2 separate regions of the Gossypium arboreum genome follow, and region 2 is linked to region 1. A link is a contact called in public Hi-C data. All regions are on one chromosome and are shown on one strand. Each heading gives the region's core, a stretch centred on a gene start, on an enhancer-like site or on the middle of the called end of the contact. The rest is flanking DNA. Distances are from core to core; before and after follow the strand shown. Region 1 holds the start of LOC108460718 (threonine dehydratase biosynthetic, chloroplastic-like). Region 2 holds the start of LOC108455652 (cactin).

Evidence for each region. Hi-C and Micro-C count contacts between places; a contact is called where the count stands out from the background.
Region 2: a Hi-C map of leaf shows a contact between it and region 1, with 2.7 times the contacts expected there. The contact joins the promoter of LOC108455652 here to the promoter of LOC108460718 in region 1. A contact is called at or near these places in 2 of 5 Hi-C or Micro-C datasets (both in leaf).

What each region holds. Positions count from the first base shown.
Region 1 is chr4:93,520,752-93,524,077 of ASM2569848v2, forward strand. It overlaps LOC108460718 (threonine dehydratase biosynthetic, chloroplastic-like), which reads right to left and starts at 1,770. Exons shown (of 9, transcript XM_017760324.2): 1 at 1,004-1,770; 2 at 276-455; 3 at 1-193. The coding sequence starts at 1,465.
Region 2 is chr4:93,996,902-94,000,221 of ASM2569848v2, forward strand. LOC108455652 (cactin) reads right to left here and starts at 2,049. Exons shown (of 14, transcript XR_008281847.1): 1 at 1,560-2,049; 2 at 1,386-1,477; 3 at 1,031-1,130; 4 at 850-921; 5 at 671-733; 6 at 434-574; 7 at 10-105.

The DNA.
Region 1 (3,326 bases), core at 520-3,019:
GCAATGGGCCTTGCATTTGGCGCACAATCTCCATTCCAACAGTACCTTGTCCCATGATAACGTCTGGATGATCAAAAGGGGGTATAAAGGTACGACTTCCCTCTTTAGCCCGCTTTTTAGCATATGCTTGTGCCTCATCATAAGAATCTCCAACGAGAACAACAGTTGCACCCAACCTCTCAACAGATTGCCACTGCAAAAAAAGAAACCCACCATTCAAATTAAAAAATCCTACAGACGGCACATTTGATACGAGAAATTTCACAAAGAAATACCTTAATTTCAGGAGTTGTGACAGGCATAGCGATAACAGCATTGCAACCAAGCTTCTTGGCAGCCAATGCAACCCCTTGGGCATGATTGCCTGCTGATGAGCAAATAACCCCTTTTTCTAACTGCTCCTTCGTAAGCTTAGCCATCATATTATAAGCTCCACGAAGCTTAAAAGAGAATACCTGAAAATACCGAACATCAAACAAGTAAGCACTTTATCATAATATGGAAAATAAGGAACTGCAAAAAAACAAGTCAGGTACTCAGGTCTCTATTTCAAATACGATGAACTAGAAAGTAAAGTGTTTCCATTTTGGCAAGTTATTAACATACTCCACTCCACGATAGAACTAAAATTCAACTAACAAAATGTGAATGCTTACTCATAACACTAAGTATCTGAGGGCACATAAATTAAAAAACAGAAAGCGCTAATCCAAGATGAAATAAAGACTCCGCTAAGGTTTAAATAAGTAAAAGCAAAATCATAGAATATAAGATGTCCCAATCTCCCGACACCACCACCATTAATCATAGAAACAAATATCATTATAAATGAAAAACCAAAAGCCATAAAGACAAGGAAGTCTATCACATTTCAATAAATGTAATGCAGAACAAAAAACTACAACTTCAAAAAGAGTGCAAAATTTAAAAGAAAAAGGAACGTTGGAATCATTAAATAATGCACAAAAAGGTTCCATTTTTTAAAAACGGAAAGTTTTCTTACCGGCTGCAAATCTTCTCTCTTGAGCCAAACTTGATTACCCAATCGTTCAGACAACTTAGTCGCCAATTGTAACGGCGACTCTATCGCCACATCATAAACTTTGGACGACAATATATTCGTTAAGCATTCCATCGCATTCTTCACGTCGCCGTTTCCTTCGTCCACTGAACGTTCTGGAATCGCACCTAAGTACCCTGAGGGATATTGCAGGGAATTGGCAGACACCCTCGGCCGCTCGGAAGGCGCCACCACGAAACCTTGCGACGGAGACGAAGCGACAGTGTCTTCGCTAGAAGTAAGGGTCGGGGAAGAGACCTCAGCCGTCGGTTTTGACACAGAGACTCTGATCCGATGGGCGATACATTTCTTTGTAAAGTGTGGCCCAATGAATGATGTACGTAGCACGGTCTCTGTGCGGTGGAGTAGCGTCGGTTGAGGTGGCGCGAGGCGGAGACCCTCCATCAGTTCCTTTTTCTTCTTCCTTTTTCTTTTATGTAATAAAACCGTGATGTGTTTGTGAGGCGTTGAGGCGGCTTTGCCCTTTGGAGGGATTTTGTACCTTTTATAGGCCGAAAGAAGAAAATTGGAGTGGGGTACTCTCTTCCGTTTTGGCGCAATTTTAGAGTTGAAGAAACGGAGCCTGTAAATTAACGCCACGTAGTTTCGGTGACGAAAGGCTGTCACTTTATGGGACGAGATTTCGCTTCACTGCGGGTGACCTCTAAATGAAACATCAAACCAGAGACGGGCTACGTGGAAACAAATATGGAGTTAGCTTCATCTTATTTTAGGTAAGCTTTAAACTTTTTTTTATTAGGTCAGCTTTGAAGTAATTTGCTGTTGGAATTTGTTTTTATTTTAACAAAAAAATTAAAATTAACCAACACAATTCTATTAATTTTATTTTAGATCATGTGATCCGTTTGAATATATATAATAAGTTTGCATATTTGTGTGATGCATAGAGGTATGCATGGGTCAAGTTATCCGGCCAAGCCCGAAGGTCCGCTCGAAAAATAGGAGGATTCGGATAAAAATATAGGCCCGAAATATAGTTTGAGCAAAAAAATGAGGCCCGTTTAGAAATAGGACCGGGCTTTGGGTAAAACTTTTTTGCCCTACCGACCGCCCGAATTATATACTAAATATATATATATTATTTTAATATTATTTACATTTTATTTTCAATTTTAATATAACCACTTTTTATTATATTTTCAATTTATGTATTGTTTTTAAAATTATTTTAGTCTCACTTTTTATTTGTTTATTATTTTAATATTTGTTTTATATTTTTAAATGTATTTGATTTATTATATTTTAATTTTTTTATATAATGAAATAAGGTAAAAAATTAATATGGGTCGGGCGGACCGGGCAAGCTCGAGACTTAACAATTTTATTTTAAGTCGGGCTTGCACAAATTTTAGGCTCATATTTGAGTCGAAGCCAAGCTCGGGCCTAAAAATGGGCCTAAAATTTTGTCTGAGTCTACCCATGCACACCTTTAGTGACGCATAAATTAATCAGATTTATTAATATAATTATTTTAAAAGAAATAAAATTTTAATTTTAAAAAATTAATAATACAGATGATTAGTATATAAAATATATGTTTTATTACGAAGATTGAAAATATTATATTAAAATAATTATAACAAATAAAGATGTCATTGTTAAAATAAATAAAAAAATTTGGAATGTTTTATTATAAAATTTTATACTAATAAATAAATTAATTTATGAAAAAGTAATTGATAGTAATAAAAAGATTTTTATTATAAAAATAATAAAAATAAGATTAATTTAAAAAAGACTTATAAATGGTAATATATGAATAATAATTAAGTTATATTTAAAGTAAATTATCTAATATAATTTAAAAAAAACAATGAGCAAAAGCGTAATTTATCCAAAGTGAAACTAAATTATAATTTAAGCTATTTAATTTAAAAATAAATTATAAAAATATTAAATATATAAATATTCTTACAATAAAGTTTATTCTTTTAATTTTTTATTTTATTTTTCCATCTGAATTGGTATTTAATAATTCATGACACGAACTTAGTTAAATAATCTAAGTTAGTAAAAATGGTATAAATAATTAAAAATTCAATTTATTCATATTTTTAAGTTGGTGCCTACCATTTTATGAACCATTTTAAGTTGGTGATCATATTTTGAACAATAAATAAATTAATAAAGTTAATCTTGTTGGAAAAATCCGGTTTGAGAACGGTTTTTTTGCACAATAGAAATTTAAAATTTTGAAAATCGATTTGGTTTGTGATATTTATAGCAATACCTTAGACCGAAATCG
Region 2 (3,320 bases), core at 799-3,298, 480 kb after region 1:
ATGCAATACCTCCCAGTAAACTATGTGTGTTGGAGTTGCCCTATCCAAATCAAGATGCATTTTGATGTCATCACGAAGCTCTTCCATCTCTTTAGCCGTCAAACCCTGAATCAGAAACATCAGACACCAAGATCAATGATAATCACAAATGAGAAAATGAATAATAAAATGTTGATAACAACAAAGCACTGAACTACATATGATTACAAAGTGCAGAGGGTCTGTACACAGTTATGGTCCATTAAACTGAGGTCCAACAAACAAATCAAACAACATGAAACTATAATATGACCAACAAAAGAAAAATCTCATAATCTAACTATATTTAGCAAACTGTTCTTCAATAAAACAATATTTAAAATGATCAAAATTGAAAGCTAGAGGCATTCTAAGGTGTCAAGTACAAGAGAAACAACAACAGATGGAGATATACCTTGAAAACCATGTATGGTTCATTTAGCTCTATATCCATATCATCAGAGCCATTCAGATGCTTGGACAAAATATCAATAGGCTTTGTACGGCCTTCACGCAATCTAATCTCTGATCTGACTTTGCTTTGATCAAAATGGAACTGTAGATAGCACATGTTACTATCCTAACCAACTATAAGGGAACAGAAAAAAAAAGTATCAACAAAAAAAAAAAAAAAAAGAACACAGCACCATACCTCCTCCTCCTTCTTCTCCCAATCGTCAAACTCAGCTCTAGCACGTTCTCTAGCTAGCAAAGCCTGCGGGAACAGAGATTAATAAACCAAAAAACATTTAATATCAACCAAGGAAGCCCCAGATAAAGTTTAATTTTGCAATAGGTCACAACCATGCTTTTCAAGAAACCAAACTTTACCATTTCTTCCTCATGTTGTGCTTTCTCAAGTGCCCTTTCCTCCCTTCTCTTTTTAACTTTTTCAATCTCAGCCTGCAATGTGAATTTGTATAAGCATTCATGAAACAATGGATTTCATTCCAAATTCAGATATTATATGATTAATAATACACAAAAATAACCTTAACCTATACCACCTCACCATTCTCTCTTTTTGTCTCTTCTTCTCAGCTTTCACTGAAAACGTGTCCAATGGCACCCCTTGGGCAACATCACGCTCGATTTTCTTCCGCCAAACAAATCTAAAGACCACATACAATCCCATTTGTATTAGATATTATTATTTATCACACAAATTCAGTCACTGGATTAGTGAAGCATTCAATCCCAGAAGATATTATCTATAAGTGCCTGATAAAAGATTGAGCAAGAACTTTAATTGCGACGATTACTCTGTAAATTTTGAGTTTCTTATAATTTTCCAGGTTCGAACACTCTAATCTTTTAACAGTAAGTCATCCATAAGAAAAAGAAAAAAGTTGAGAAAAGAAACTTACTTCTCGTTGAGATTCGAATCGCCAAAAGGATTTGAATCATTTGAATAACCCGATACTGTTTGTGCTTTCAATTTCTTCGCAGCTCGCGTTGCCTAATTAAAATATTGAACTATTAATTCACAAAAAAGAAATCCAAAATATTCGAAATAATCGAAGGAAAGCCAAAAAAAAAACCTTCTTTTGTGCTTTCTTTGCCATATACTCAGCAATTTCCTCTTCCGTGATGTTTCTAGAAGATCTCTTCTTCTTACTACGCCCTCGATCGCTTCCATCGCTATCATCACCGGAATCCTCTTCGGAATCACGACCGCGACGGCTCCGGCTACGGCTATGGCGGCTGCTTTTGCTTTTACTGCGACGGCTTCTATCCTTGCTGCGTTTGCGGGATCTTCTGTCAGGAGAAGAATCTCCGCTGTCGGTTTCGCCTGATTCAGACTCGGAAGCCGAATCGTCGTAAGATCTTCTTTTGCTTCGACTACTTCCTGCCATGACAGGATAGGGTTTTTGATTTGCAGACCAACCTCCAGCTATTAAGATAAATTTTGGATCCCGCCCTGGGTCGGGTTTAACCGACTTTAAAAACTTAACCTTCATGTTTATGAAATTTGCCATTTCCTTTTGGACGCAGACTGCTCAAACCAACTGTTACTAATCCAATTACTTTTATGGGTTTATCGGTCCAAATCAAATAAATTATTAAAATATTTAAAAAATTATAAAATTATGTTGAATTGTTGGTCCAATTTGTTTTTTAACATAATTTATCACTTCTTATCTATTCATCGATTTTTTACCTCTCTCGAATCAATGTTTCAATACAACCGATTGGTCCACTCTGTTTTTAAAAACAATAAAAATTTAGTATAAAATCTAAATAAAACTTTAGTTGAAATAAGGAAGTGTTAAAATTAAGATATTAAGTTTAAATCTTATTATATGTATGTATATTTTTAGATTTTATATGAAAATATTTTTTTAAAAGTAAAAATATCATCATAATAATATTTGCTATTTTGTAAAAGAAATAGATTTTTGGTATTTTTATTGAGTGTGACTTGGATAGGTTTAAATAATAACTAAATTATATCGTAACGTCTCGAATTAGGGCCTAGTCAGAATAGTGATTTCGGGACCATAAATCTGACATTAGAATAATTATTTTGTGATCATTATGAGGTCTAGGATGTGAAAATAAGCATGTGTTAAAGTTTCATGAAGAAATTCTATGTGTAAGGTGTCTAATTGGAAATTAATGACCAAATTAAATAAATTGCAAAACTTGGATTCTAGAAGCAATTTGTATGAAATTGCTTTGGAATATTAATTAGAGGTCCTTAAAGAGTAATTTTCCCAATTTCTAAGTTTTTGGACAAAAATGGACATGTATGGAAAATTTGGAAAGGTTAGTAAGGAAGGTCATTTTGGTCATTTGGTTAATTAATGAAATAAAAAGGGAAAATCAAGCAAAAATTCACTCATTTTCTTCTCCATACTGCTGACTTTGAAGGAGTCTCCATAGCTAGGGTTTTCCAACATTTCAAGCTCAATAGTAAGTGTTCCCTAGCCCCGTTTTTAATGTTCTTCGTATTTTTGAAACCCTCGTAACATGCTTTATCCATTTCTACCCATATTTCAAGCTAGGGTTCATGTTAGAAATTTGACCCATGCATGAGATGGTTGTTCTTTGATGATTTATGGAGGGTTATGAAAGTTAGTTGTTAGGTAAACATCTTTTGCTAGGTGATTTTTCATGAAAACACCAAAAAGGGACCTAAATGAAAAAGGCATAAAATGTGGGGTAGAAATGTGAAATAGAGGAAAATGTGGGCTAGTATGAGCTTATAATGCATTCGGCCAGGCTTGGGTAGCCAAGGAATTACATGAATTTCATTATACGAGACTTAGGACTAAATTGTAAATATTGTGAAAGGTTAG